2 separate regions of the Mus musculus genome follow, and region 1 is linked to region 2. Evidence: chromatin contacts called from public HiChIP or PLAC-seq data. All regions are on one chromosome and are shown on one strand. Each heading gives the region's core, a stretch centred on a gene start, on an enhancer-like site or on the middle of the called end of the contact. The rest is flanking DNA. Distances are from core to core; before and after follow the strand shown. Region 1 has its middle 27 kb from the start of Gm30568. Region 2 overlaps Gm39683 (a long non-coding RNA gene).

The links. HiChIP or PLAC-seq counts read pairs in DNA pulled down with a chosen protein or histone mark.
Region 1: a contact with region 2 is called in an H3K4me3 HiChIP or PLAC-seq map of embryonic hindbrain, with 4 times the contacts expected there. The contact joins two enhancer-like sites. A contact is called at or near these places in 1 of 15 datasets of contacts at CTCF or cohesin (the NIH/3T3 cell line), 6 of 484 Hi-C or Micro-C datasets (the G1E-ER4 cell line, the MC38 cell line, bone marrow-derived macrophages and 2 more) and 13 of 115 datasets of contacts at active chromatin or transcription factors (the HPC-7 cell line, bone marrow-derived dendritic cells, bone marrow-derived macrophages and 9 more).

What each region holds. Positions count from the first base shown.
Region 1 is chr1:157,051,194-157,058,502 of GRCm38.p6, reverse strand. No RefSeq gene overlaps it. Among named protein-coding and RNA genes, the nearest start is that of Gm30568, 27 kb to the left of the region's middle. Within about 2 kb of position 2,997, at least 49 of the 459 cell types and tissues checked have an H3K27ac peak or open chromatin away from gene starts, as enhancers often do. A contact at or near this core is called in the G1E-ER4 cell line, where this site is marked.
Region 2 is chr1:156,747,666-156,754,106 of GRCm38.p6, reverse strand. It overlaps Gm39683 (a long non-coding RNA gene), which reads right to left. Exons shown (of 3, transcript XR_865660.1): 2 at 4,466-4,584; 3 at 846-1,045. Among named protein-coding and RNA genes, the nearest start is that of Gm39683, 6.5 kb to the right of the region's middle. Within about 2 kb of position 1,561, at least 79 of the 459 cell types and tissues checked have an H3K27ac peak or open chromatin away from gene starts, as enhancers often do. A contact at or near this core is called in the G1E-ER4 cell line, where this site is marked.

The DNA of each region.
Region 1 (7,309 bases), core at 1,748-4,247, 300 kb before region 2:
GGGTCTTCAAAATGACACCTGGATAAGGGCAGTGTGTCTTTAGAACCACCAGGAACCACAGTCATTTTAATAAATTACCAGGGCAGAAAGGGGCTCTCCTGGTGCAGCTGTATCCATGTTACCTGGAAACTCAGATGTGTGTGTGTGTGTGTGTTTTGGGTTTATTTGTTTGTTTGCTGTGAGTTTTTTGTTTCTGTTTTCATTGTTTCTTTTTTTGAGACCAGGTTTCTCTTTGTAACCAGCCCTGCCTGTCCTGGAACTCCGAAGTCCAGTTTGGTCTCCAACTCAGAGATCCACCTGTCTCTATCTTCCCAGTGCTGGGATTAAAGGCATACACCACTACCACCAGGCTCAGGTGTCATATTTTAAAATAGCCATAAACTCAGCTGTAAGAGGTAATGGAGATGATGCCATTGCTCTTCACCCAGCTTATTCCCAGTGATGACATCTTAAAACCTATAAACCATATATATCACAGTCAAGATATTGACACTGGTACAATACATAGATCTCAATCAGGTGTCATGGCACCCTATATATTCATATGTGTGTGCACGCAAACATGTACTTAGCCGTAATTATTTTATGACAAATTGTGTGTATCAATATTTCTCATTCTTATGTTAGTTTATTTTCCTTTTGTTGATGCCTCCATCCTCCAGCTTCAGCTCCTATTGATTGCTAACCTTTGCTCTCTCATCCTAACACTGTTATTTCAGGATGCCATATAAATGGGGCACATGTATATACATATGGCACGTATGTATATATACATATGGTACATATGTATAATCTCAGCTTCTTAGAATACAGGAGCCCAGAATTTTGAGGCTAGCCGGGGCAACACTGCAAGACTCTCAAAAACCTAAAGATATCATTCATATACATGACAAAGTAGAATATGTAACCTTTTGTCACTGTATGTTGTTACCTGGTTTTCACTGAAGTCCACCCAACTTTTTTCACATATCAAAGTTTCTCCCCTTTTTATTGCTGAGTGTTTGTCCAAGGCTGTGCTATTTTAGGCTTCTTGAAGGATTTTCTTCTGTTCCATTTTTCTATATGTCTATGTGTCTATGTGTCATAGAAACAGGATCACTCTGTTTCTGTGACTCTGTCATCTTGTTTGAAGTTAGGTGAAGTGACACCTTTCATATGTTGTTCAGGACTCTTTGGCTGCTTGGTTCTTTGTGTCTCTGGATACATTTTAGGATTTTTCTTCCTACTTCTGTGAAGAATGTCATTGGAATTTGGAAGAAGCATAAGTTTTTTTTTTTCATTTTCATGTGTATGCGTGGTATGAATGTGTGTATGCATGTTCTGTATGTGTGATGATGCATGTGTGTGAGTGTGTGTGCATCAAACGTGTACTGTCCTTGCAAAGGACCCAGAGGTCAGTCCTAACAGCCACGCCAGGTGACTTACAACTGCCTGGAGCCCTAGCTCTAGAGCAATGGCTCTCAATCTGTGGGTCACAACCTGCCTTAGTCAGGGTTTCTATTCCTGCACAAACACCATGGCCAAGAAGCAAGCTGGGGAGGAAAGGGTTTACTCAGCTTACACTTCCCACACTGCTATGCATCACCACAGGGAGTCAGGACTGGAACTCAAGCAGGTCAGGAAGCAGGAGCTGACTGCAGAGGCCACGAAGGGATGTTACTTACTGGCTTGCTTCCCTGGCTTGCTCAGCCTGCTCTCTTATAGAACCCAAGACTACCAGCCCAGGGATGGCACCACCCACAAGGGGCCCTCCCACCCTTGATCACTAATTGAGAAAATGCCTTACAGCTGCATCTCATGGAGGCATTTCCTCAACTGAAGCTCCTTTCTCTGTGATAACTCCAGCTTCGGTAAAGTTGACACAAAGCCAGCCAGTACACAACCCTCTTGGGAAACCAAATGATGGTTTCACAGGGGTCACCTAAGACCATTGGAAAACACAGATATCTTACATTATGATTCATCACAGTAGCAAAATTTCAGTCGTGAAGTAGCAACAAAAATAATGCTATGTATTGGTTGGGGGTCACCACACGTGAGGAACTGTATTAAAGGGTCTCAGCATTAGGAAAGTTTAGAACAACTGCTCAAGAGGGTCACCTCTGGCTTCTATAGGTACCCTTCTTCACATGTACAGACTCACACAGACACAGAATTCAAAATAAAAAGGAAAAAAATTTAAGTTAAGCTATGAGGGGACTGAGGGGACTTTAGTGGGCCAGGTACTTATCTTAACCAACATGTATACGTATTCAATCCTTAGCACTATAATAGATAAAAAACAACTAATTAAATTATGAAGAAAAAAAAAGACATGTGCGTATTTCTTTTCTGGATTTACCAGAATGAAGAATCAGATAAACCAGCTGCCTTGCTCTGATCTGCAGGAGGCCTTGACTCTGGGTAACTCAAGCTCCATCCTGCGTTCAGTAGAGATAATTAGGAAGCCCAGTGTCCCAGGCCCCTATTTGACTATGACAGACATCTGGCATTCTTAACAGAAAAATAAAGGTCGCTCTTTTTTAAAAAGCAGGGACCCCGTTGCCTGAATACAATGGAGAACACACACCATGGTAAATGTCGGGGACTTGTAACCTGTTTGTCCTTATTTCAATTTTCAAAATATAAGAAAAATAAGAAGGAGCTTAACAAATAAGCCGCGTCTGCTCGGGCTCTCTCTGTTCTATGTAGTACGTGTGCCCCACGCAGCGGCATACACACATGCATGCAGCAAGCACCTTAGAATGAAACGCCTGCATCTATCCTCACAGTATCCGGGAATTCTAGTAAGGTTTATTCAAAGCAGCATCCATCAAGGCTATAAATAGCAGACATGGGCCTCTGTAAGCACTGTAGCTATTTATTTTTTTAATAGGGGTTCTCATGTTACAAGGACATCACAGATAACTGAATAATTTATGTAATGGTAGATGGTATGGGCTTCGTTCCTTGCCAGTGAGCTCATTCCCAGGTGTCTAAAGCAGATAAGGGGAGCAAAAAGCTACAGCCCAGGGCTCTGCGAGCTGTCAATTCATTTTTGCTAGGAGGAATTCGCCACCGGAGGTGTATGTATAGTCTTTAGTTAATGTTATCTCAGCCGTGGAGGGCATAGACACTGCAGGCAATTCCTTAGTCGCCTTGAGCCAGCTCATAATAATGCATAAAGCACAGCATGAGAGCCACCCTGCAGAATAGCAAATTGCTTTCTGAATGCTTGGTGATCTTAACAAAAGATGGTGGTGTGGAGGCGTATGTTTGTTCTCTAGGAAAATATAGGGAAATGAGGGAGTTGGGAAATGGAGATAAGAAAAAAAAATGACCTGGACGGCTATGTTTCTGGGAGCCTCCATTGTTATCTTTTCAGAGACTTGAAGTATAAAAATAATCTATCGTGTGCTTTACAGATTTACCTTCAGCCACACACAGTAATCAGGCGAGCAGGTGACACTCAGAAGTCAGGCGCGCTTTTCTCTCCAGTGTAATTTTAATGAAGACAAAATTTCATCAAAAGAAAAAAGGTTTAATTCTGTAACAGGAAAACAGCCAAAAATACTCAACAGACCCATAACACGAGAGGAAGTCAGGTGGCCGATAAGCAGTAGGAACTCTTCTGATTTCACTCAGGAGGCAGCGGAGTGCAAATTGTGCCCAGCATGAGACTACAGCAGTGCACCTGAGCCCTGGACATGCTCAAGTTTGGTAATGGCAAGAGCGAAGGATGCAGGGTGTTGGGAATCCCTGGAGAGTTTAAGTTGAAGAAAGAATTTTGGTAAACACTTGCGCATATTGGTAAGTTGCCCTAAGGCAGTGATTCTCAACCTGCAGGCTGTGATCAAAGTAATGTTCAAATGCCCCTTTCACATGGGTAGCCTAAGACTATTGGAAAACACATTATGGTTCATAACAGCAGCAAAATCACAATTACGGAGTAGCAAAGAAATAATTTTATGGTTGGGGGGGTCACCACCACATGAGGGTCTGTATTAAAGGGTCGCAGCATGAGGGAGGTTGAGAACCACTGCACTAAGGCGTGACTTGTCCTGTGTCCACTGTAGGGAAATGCCCCGGAAGTGAGTGTGTCTACTTAACTAGTGGAAGGCTTCAGCACAAAGTGTGCTGACAAGAGCACAGCTCACAAATCCCACAAACTGGAGACAGCTGTGTGCCTGCTCACATAGAAAGGGTCAGAGCCAGACCCGCTCAATGATGAGCAAAGCTGTAAGCCTTGACTGAACACATCAAGCTAACAAAGCTAACCTCTCCTACTGGCTGGCTTTGTGTGTCAAGTTGACACAAGCTGGAGTTATCACAGAGAAAGGAGCCTCCCTTCAGGTAATGCCTCCATGAGATCCAGCTGTAAGGCATTTTCTCAATTAGTGATCAAGGGTGGGAGGACCCCTTGTGGGTGGTGCCATCCCCTGGGTTGGTAGTCTTGGTTCTATAAGAGAGCAGGCTGAGCAAGCCAGGGGAAGCAAGCCAGTAAGCAGCATCCCTCCATGGCCTCTGCATCAGCTCCTGCCTCTAGGTTCCTGCCCTGGGTGAGTTCCTGCCTGACTTCCTTTGGTGATGAACAGCAATGTGGAAGTGTAAGCTGAATAAACCCTTTCCTTCCCAACTTGCTTCTTAGTCATGATGTTTGTGCAGGAAGAGAAACCCTGACTAAGACACCTCTTCTGTTTCGGCATGTGCACTGGGCTGGGAAGAGAGCAAAGGGGGTCACTATGCTAAAAGCCAGGATGCTGGTGACTTCAAGAAGGAGAAAAGAGGAAGCGGCTGAGGGAAATATACAATGGACTTCTGCACAATGGGATTGTTCTGTCCCTTGGTCTGGTTGTGGCTTTGTGTGTTTTCTTTTTATAAGTATGCACTAAGCTGGGTGTTTATGTTGAGCCCTTTTCTATGTGTATCTGTGTCAATAAAATACATATTACTAAACAGGAAAAGATCTGAAAAGGAAGTTTCTTCTTCACTTTTAGTGCCTTTCACAAGTGCACCTGAGGCACGCAGCTCAGCTTAATGATATTTAAGTCAATGCTGCTAATAATGGCATACCTCAAGGTCCCAGCAGGCTGTGGGGTGAGAAGAAGAGCAGAGATCTCTGGCTCCAGACTTGATGTCTGCTGTGACCTTAATAACTAGGCTCCCACCCACCCAGAGCCCTAAACACACACACACATACACACACATACATACATACACACACACACACATATACACACACACATACATACATACACACACATAAATACACACATTTACACATATACATACATACACACATACACACACATACATACACATATATACACACACATACACACGCACTCACACATACACATACATACATACACATACATACATACACAGGCACACTTATACACATAAGCATACAAGCATACACACAAGCACCTACACACATATGCACACATGTGCATGCACAGACACACACACACCCTGGGAAGCTCTCTGGCCTCAGCTCTCTCCCATAAAGAGCTCAGGCCTATTTGAGCTCTGTCAAGAACCTGTTAATATGTTCTTAGAAAGTCTTTGTAAAAACTTTTAACTTAAAAAATACAAATTATTATATAGCTCAAGTCATAAAACACTTTCCTAGCATTCACAAAGTCCTGAGGTTCATCTCCAACGTCAGCATGGTGGCACCTGCCTGCAATCCCAGTCCTTCGGGAGGCAGATGAGGAGGGGCAGAAGTCCAGTGCTTTCCTGGGATATGGTGAGATCCACGACAGCCTGGAATACATGAGACCCTGTCTCAAAAGAAAAAACTTATTTTCATTTTGTCAAGAATCTAGATTCTTATGAGCTGCTTCTGGGGTCATGGGTCCACCCCAGAGCTAACCAATTAATATCTATGAGCCAACTGGGAATGGGATGTGCTATTTCAGCTGCCTTGGGCCAATAAGAAAACACAGGTGACCTTAGTGGGCAGAACACACACTGGCAAACAACTTCAAGGAGACCTCATAAACAGAGTGTCCATACAGCATTGGAGAAATAGTATCACATGAGATTTTGGTCCTGGGACAATACAGACAGGGCAAGCCCAATCGAATCATACTGGTACCCAAGTACAGAGTAAAGGGCATCGTCAAAAAACCTCATCATACCCTTAGGAAGGGGTATGGATTCCGTATCCACTCTGCCACAGGGCACGGCCGCTTGGGGGTGTGGGAGAGTTAACAGTCGCTAGGTGGATGTTGGGCCATTCCGAAGCTCTGGGACACCAATCTGGGAGTGGGGAGGGCCCAGTCTGAGGTCTAGGACAGCTGGAGCTGGCTCAGGGGGTCCCCGGGCCTGTGATGAGGCAGGGGCTGGTTCTCAGGCTCTCGGACACCCAGGCACAGCTGGAAGCTGCGGGACAGCTGAGAACAGAGTGAAGACCCATGGGCTGGATCTGTCTTGGGGTCGTGGTGGGGAGAAGGAGGGAGCTCTGGCTCATCCCACAGGGGGGAATTCTCGGCTTGAAGGCAGCTACAGGCTTCGGCTTGGCTTGGTGGCCATTGTCCGGAGCACAGAGAGGCCTTCTATGGGAGATTAGACTACAGCTCTATAAGCGAAGGCCTTCTCCATGGCTCCCCACAGCGGAGCTGGATGAAAAGAGGCAGTCCATGACTTTAAGGCATTTATTGTCATGGCGGAAAGTGGATGAGTAAAACCCTACCCCAGGCCTGAGGTTAAATGCCTTTTGCAGGGAGGAGTGTCTGGGAAGGAAAGCTTATTGGCTAAACCCTCCAGGCCTTTAGGTACCTCATTAAAATGGAGATCTGTCTTGAGCCTATGTTACTACAGGTCACATCCTTTACATGTGGAGGGACACTGTGGCGTTGCCCTTAGGTAACTGATGGCCACAAATCTATGGGAGGCTGCGGCTAGTGACAGGGACCTGGTATCTGGGAACAGGCAAAACTCCTACCATCCCTTCAGGGTCTTTGGGGTTTCTAGCCTTAGCTTAATGGGGAACCAGGCTCCTTTTCATAGTCCCACACCGTTACATCAGTTGGATGCTATTATATGTGGTTTGTTGTGATTGGGTTTAGTTTGAGTTTATAGCTGTAAAAAAGTTGCAAGCCTGCGGGAAGTTTGCCAGTTTTATGGGTGTCATATTTAACGAAGGATCTCAGTAAAAGAATTACATCAAATCAACACTGGGAATCCTTAAAATCCTTGGAAAGATGCCACATGTCACTCAAATCTGAGCCACATTGGATTCCATGACCCCTGCTGATCCCTCCTGTGATTATATTTCCATTTTGGAACTTAAAACCGCTCCAAAACCAGCGGCAGGAGCATC
Region 2 (6,441 bases), core at 312-2,811:
TTTATTGACTGTCACCAGAAAAGGCGAAGATTCATCTCTTTTACATATATACTTTTCTGATCCCCAGACACATGCTCACATGTGTATACACACATACACACACACACACTTCCACTGGCCCACTTAACAATCAGCTGTTCGACAGTAGAGAGTGGAGAACGGTTTCAAACCACAGTTGGTGCCAATCTAATGTTTTGTAGCACAAAAGAGCAACAGAGTCTGACATGATTAGTTATGCATTTTAACAGACTACAACGTGTGTGTGTGTGTGTGTGTGTGTGTGAGAGAGAGAGAGAGAGAGAGAGAGAGAGAGAGAGAGAGAGAGAGAGAGAGAAGTGTGCAGTACATCTGTGGGTGTCGGCCTGTAGAGGCCAGAGGTCAATACCAGAAGTCTTCCTCAGTTAACCCCCACCTTATTTGACACAGGATCTCACTCAGAACCAGAGGTTGCTATTTCAGTTAGCCTGGCTATACAGCAAGTCCTAGGAATCCTCCTGTCTCCACCACTGGCTCTGGCAATGGGATTATAGGCGTACACTCTCCTGTCTGACTTGATTTTTCAAGTGCATGCTTAGGACGCCAGCCCAAGTCCCTGCACTTGGACAAGGCCATTATGGACTGAACCAGCTCCCAAACCAAAAATTAAAACATTTTAAAGTTAAAAATAGAAAAAAATTAAATATTCAGCATACACTGTATTAAAATAAGCCATGCCAAAATGCATATAATTACTACATATCAATCAAAAAGTAATGCCAAAAAATAATAACCAATATTTAGTACTTTTATTGTTTCTGGGCAAATACTACTCCATGTTAAATCCAGACTCATTTCCTTTCTTTAGAGTCCCCACCTCTACCCCATACCCGCCTTAGAGACTGCCTTTGTGGGACTAGAGAAATGACTCAGCGGTTAGATCGCGGTTATGATCGCTTGATGCTCTTCAAGAGGAACAGAGTTCAGGTCCCAGCACCTGTGGCAGGCAGCTCATAACTTCTTACAACTTCAGATCCAGGGGATCTGACCTCTCAGGACACCCCCAAACCTAGGGCAGAAGAGAGACACGGCCACATACGTATATGAAAAGTACAAATGAAGCTCAATTTAAAAGAATACCTGCTGTTGTTGTTTTGCTTTATTCTCCGTGTAGTTTATCATTCATCTCTCCCCATGCCACCTCCCCCCCCCCATGATGACTCAAACCACAGCGGGATGCTTTAATTTTTTTCTCCAAACATCGCTCTCTTCAGAGGATGATTTATTTTCTTTAATTGCTTCCATAAGACACCATTCAAAGCAACCGAAGGCATTGTGGAGAAATGAGACCCACAGCCAGGTATTAGCATCAAGAATACAGAAAGCTGGAGTTACAGTAGTTATGAGCTGCCTGGCAAGGGTTAAGTGGGGCTGCAGGACCAGGAAGCTGAGAGCTTACATACTTAGCTATAAACATAAGCAGAGAGGGCAAACTGAAACTTTGCAAGGCTTTAAGCTCAAAGCCCTCCTCCACCGATCCCAGCCCCACCGCTGCACCGGCTAAAGCTCCCCAAACAGCGCCACCAACTGGAGACGAGATGTTCAAATGCAGGACCGTGGAGCTAGCTCATTTCTTATTCAAACCACCGTAGCAAGCTCTCATCTCCTTGCTATGGAACCCGCTATGCTTCCTTTCAGTTCCTTTTTGATCCTAATTCTCTCTGCCTCGGCCTACACTTCATTTTGGTGGAGTTACTGTTTAGTACGGTCCTGTGCAAAAAGGCGAAGGGATCGATCACTCTGAAGGCACTGTTCCTCGTGCCCTGGTTTGTGTGCCGCCTTTGTCCTCATCCCTGCGCTTTGTATGTGACTTCTCCTTACCCAGCTCATCTCTGCGTTCTCGATGCTCTGACAACTCAAGATTAAGTACCTGGCTGTGGGCCTCATTTCTCCGCCATGCCTTTGGACCAGTGATTTATGAACGTGGCACTGAAATGCTTTCTAGTATGCTTAATTGATTATGTGCGCTCATTCTCTGGTCTTTCCCACTGAAACGCCTGCAGGATGACCTTTGACCTTTCTTTTTTTCCATTACTTTGATTTTTGTTTGTTTGTTTTTTGTTTTACTCCTAGGAGATTTCCACAATTGGTATTTACAGTCCCCAGTGGGATAAAACTGTTAGTAGTTTCCAAGACTGGCTTCTTATGCAGTTGTATCCATTTCTTTAAATGGCACCTTTCCCCTTTAAAAACACAAAACAAAACGAAATGCTGTGCCTTAAGCTGGACATGGTAACTCAAAAACAGATGGATATCTGTAAGTTAGAGACCAGCCCTAATCTACATAGTCAGACTCTCCCAAAACACCAAAAGAACAATAGAAAAAAACTAAAAAATTTTAAAAAGAAAGAAAAGAAAAGAAGGGAAAACTGGACTGTGATCTTTCTGGGCATCACTGTAATTATTTTAATGGTTCAGGGGTTTCTTTTGCTTGTTTTGGTTTGGGTTGGGTTGGGGTTTTTGGTGTCTTACATTCCCTTTGTTACCCAGAAAGTCCCTTTCTCTGTTTATTTTTGTTAGTTTTGGTGTCTTTCACACTGAAAGTTGTGTAGTTTGGCTTTAAAAATACAAAAATACAAAAGCTGGGGCAGGAGTGAGGGGACACTTACAACAAAATATAAAAACCTGTCTTCAGAAAAAAATTAAAGTATACAAGCTCCCTTTAAGGAGACAAAAGGTAAATTCATTGTTATAAAATGAAAATTTTCAACTAAAGATTATATTTTGCTGTACATTGTACTTTCTAGATGACATTTAAGATGCTCCACATACCCCAGAAATAATAAAGAAATTAGCTGGCATTAAACCTTGTTTTCACTATAAACATCGCATCACAGTTTTTCTGTTTTTGAATTGGTTACCATTTGTGAAACTGACATCTGTTTACTGAGAGAAGAGCCTGTTGCTGCTCTCGGAGTTTAGCTGGGTCGCTAGGATCCCTGACAATCAGATAATAACCACGGCCACCCAGAGTCAGTGGATCCCAAGTTCCTTGTCTCAAACCCAAGGAGAAGCAGGAACCACAGTTGAGCAGTAGGCATAGTGGACACAGATTTATTAAGGAAAAGTTGGTTTCAAGGTGACACAAACCTAGAGTCACCCAGGAAGAGGGAGGGACTCTCAACTGAAGGATTGCCGCCATCGGATTGACTTGTGGGAAATTTTTTTTTATTGAATATTTTCTTTATTTACATTTCAAATGTTTTTCCCTTTCCAGGTCTCCCCTTTGGAAACCCCCTATCCCATTCCCCCTCCCCCTGCCTCTATGAGAGTGCTTCCCACCTACCCACTCCTGTCCTCCCACCCTGGCATTCCCCTACACCGTGGCATCGAACACCCTCAGGCCCCAAGGGCCTCTCCTTGTGAGGAATTTTCTTAATTGCTATTTGATGTAAGAGGGCTCAGCCTAATGTGCCGAATCCATCCCTAAGCAGCCAGGTCTGGGCTGAATAAGAACACAGGCTGAGCAAGCCATAGGGCTAAGCCAGTAGCAGGTTCTTCCACGGCCTCTGCTTCAGTCCCTGCCTGAGTTTCCACCGTTGCCTCCCTTGAAAATGAACTGCAGCTTGTAAGTCACATAAACCCTTTCTCCCCCAAGCCCCACCCCGAGGTTGCTTTAGGTCAATGCTTTATCATAGCAGAAGAAAAACAAACCATTACAGACAGGAGCCTAGCATGGCTGCCCTATGAGAGGCCCAACAAGCAGCTGAAAGAGTCAGATGCAGATACTAGCACCCAACCAATGGACAGAGGCTGGGGACCTCAGTGGTTGAATTAGGGAAAGGCTGGAAGAAGCTGAGGAGGAGGGCAGTCACATAGGAAGACCAGCAGTCTCAACTAACCCGGACCTCCCCCACCCCACCCCCCCACCACCCCCCCGAGATCTCTCAGACACTGAGCCACCAACCAGGCAGCATACACCAGCTGATATGAGGCCCCAGACACATATACAGCAGAGGACTGCCGGGTCTGGACTCAGTCAGGGAAGATGCACCTAACTCTTGAAAGACTTGAGGTTGAGGGCCCAGGGAGTGGGGAGGTCTGGTGGGATGGGGTGGGGTGGGGTAGGGACATCCTCTTGGAGATGGGGGGGCATAGGAGGAGGAGAGCGGGAGAGGAATGGAATGAGGAACAGTCAGAGGGTGGACTGGGAGGGGGATAATGACTGGATGTAAAAAGAATTAAAGAATAATAATTATTATTATTATAATTAATTAATTAATTAACAACAACAACAACAACAAAAAAAACAACCCAGAATCCCAAGAGTGAAAATGAGAGGGGCTCCACAGATGGAAACCCCATGTTGCCCTGCCATGGGCTTTTATGGGTCTTGTGGCAGGAACTGGGAACTGAAGTCATCTTAATTAGAGCTGGCCATTTTTGAGTACACAGTGAACAGAACCAGTAAGGAGTGCATATGTCTTACCCATGCTCTCTTGACCCAATCAGAGTTACTTCATCCATGAGAGGGGACATATGTGCCATAAGACGAATTTATGATCCACATGGACCTTGCCTTTACTGTCCAACTGGGAGAGGGTATGCCTGAAAAACAGGCACATATATATGATATATATGAGACATCATACATATACATAAAATATAATATATTGCATTTCCCTGTGCACTGTACTTTCATATATGTGTGTGTGTGTGTGTGTGTGTGTGTGTGTGTGTGTGTGTGTGTATGGCTGTAAATATATCTATGGCTGGGGAGATGACTCAGCAGTTTAAAGTACTTGTTGCTCTTGCAGAGGACCCAGATTCAATTCCTAGCACCCAAATGGCAGCTCACAACCATCTATAACTCCAGACCTGGTGGATCTGACATCCTCTCATGGGTTCATTGGGCACCAGGCATATACATGGCACTCAAAAACATGCAGACAAAACACACATATAGATAAGATAATTTTAAACATATTTAAAAACCTAATAGACAGTATAACATTCACTGTAAGCCCAAAGCTATAAATAATATTAAATAAAAAATAATGATTTTTTTCCATAGGAATATGGAATTTAGAACCCAGTACATACTTACATGAATTCTACTTGCTCATGTATGTTGCAGCAGTGTGGTGACTGTTTTAAACTTGAAAAAAATTAGTAAAGTTTGGTTTTCTCGTTTGTTATGTTTTCCTCACGCTCTGGAGGCCCCAGGCTATCTAGGGTGTTGAGTGGGGCTTCTGTAAGCAGGGGACAGGGCATGGGGCCTACTGGGCTCTTATCCAGCATGAGCAGGCCTGATGCCTGCTTATTTTGTTGCCTGAATCTAATTTCAGTAGCAATAGGCCTTTTTTTCTCCGGTTGGCCAGTTTTCCACAGAGAAATCCTACAGAGAATAGCTCTCTTGGATGGTAACAGCCAAGATGAGAGGGAACCAGCGCCACGAAGCTGCCTTTGCTTAGCACAAGTTGTGGCAGGTGCATGCCTGCTCTGGGCGCAGGCGAGCAAGACCGGGCAACCCCTGCAGCTCCCCTGTCCATCATGGAGCACGAGGATGTACCGCGACTGAACCGCCAGATGTTCATGGTGGCCTCCGGCTCCAGAGATGCTTTGCAGTGTGTTGTTCTGCACCCTCGACTGCACCAGGACGAATGTCCTGTCTCTTCCACGGGAATGAGAAGAGGTGGCCCCTGTCCTCCTGGCCACCGCTTGCCCCTCTTCTCTGCTTGTCTTTACTGTCTGCTGAGGAAGCTGGCGCCCACCCCTTCAGTTTCCTCTCTCTCCACGCCATCTTCTTAGCAGCTGTTGATGTCTTCTGCTTGGTCCTTGGGAGTTCTTAAAATTTCTCAGATGGTGTTTGGGGAAGGAGGATACATGTTTAACATAGTCCGCTCAGCCCCAAGGTCTTGTTTCTCCTTTGTGAAGGCTAGCGTTGAGGCTGATGTCAGGCCCTGGACCCTTTTCAAGAGCCTCCCAAAGTGTTCATTTCTCTCCCCCCACCCCACACTCTATTTATTTAGCCAGTGTTTCTTTAGTGCCCAATCGTGTCCTCACAGTCCGTGGAAAACTCTATAAACATACCAGAGTCCGGCAAGATAACACTTCTAATTGGCAAATCCCAGAACTCAAATCCAGGTTTTAAAATCGGGTCTAGAACTCATTCTGTAAGAAAAATTATACTCTGAGGCAAGCCTCTCACCAGCTGGGAATCAAGAATTCCAAACCAAATAGCATTTGCTGTGACGGATACCAACACGGGGATGGTATTTCTTTTATACAGAGAGATTTTCCAATGACCATACTAAGATAGCTGTGAATCTCAACTAAAACCTAAGCCAGGTATGACTTTTGTCCTTTCGCCGCCGTAAAGCTAGGAATTTCGCAAGAAATCCCATTTAATTAAAAGACATGCCTTACCTCTCATGCGGAACCCTTGTGGCTCACAATTTTATC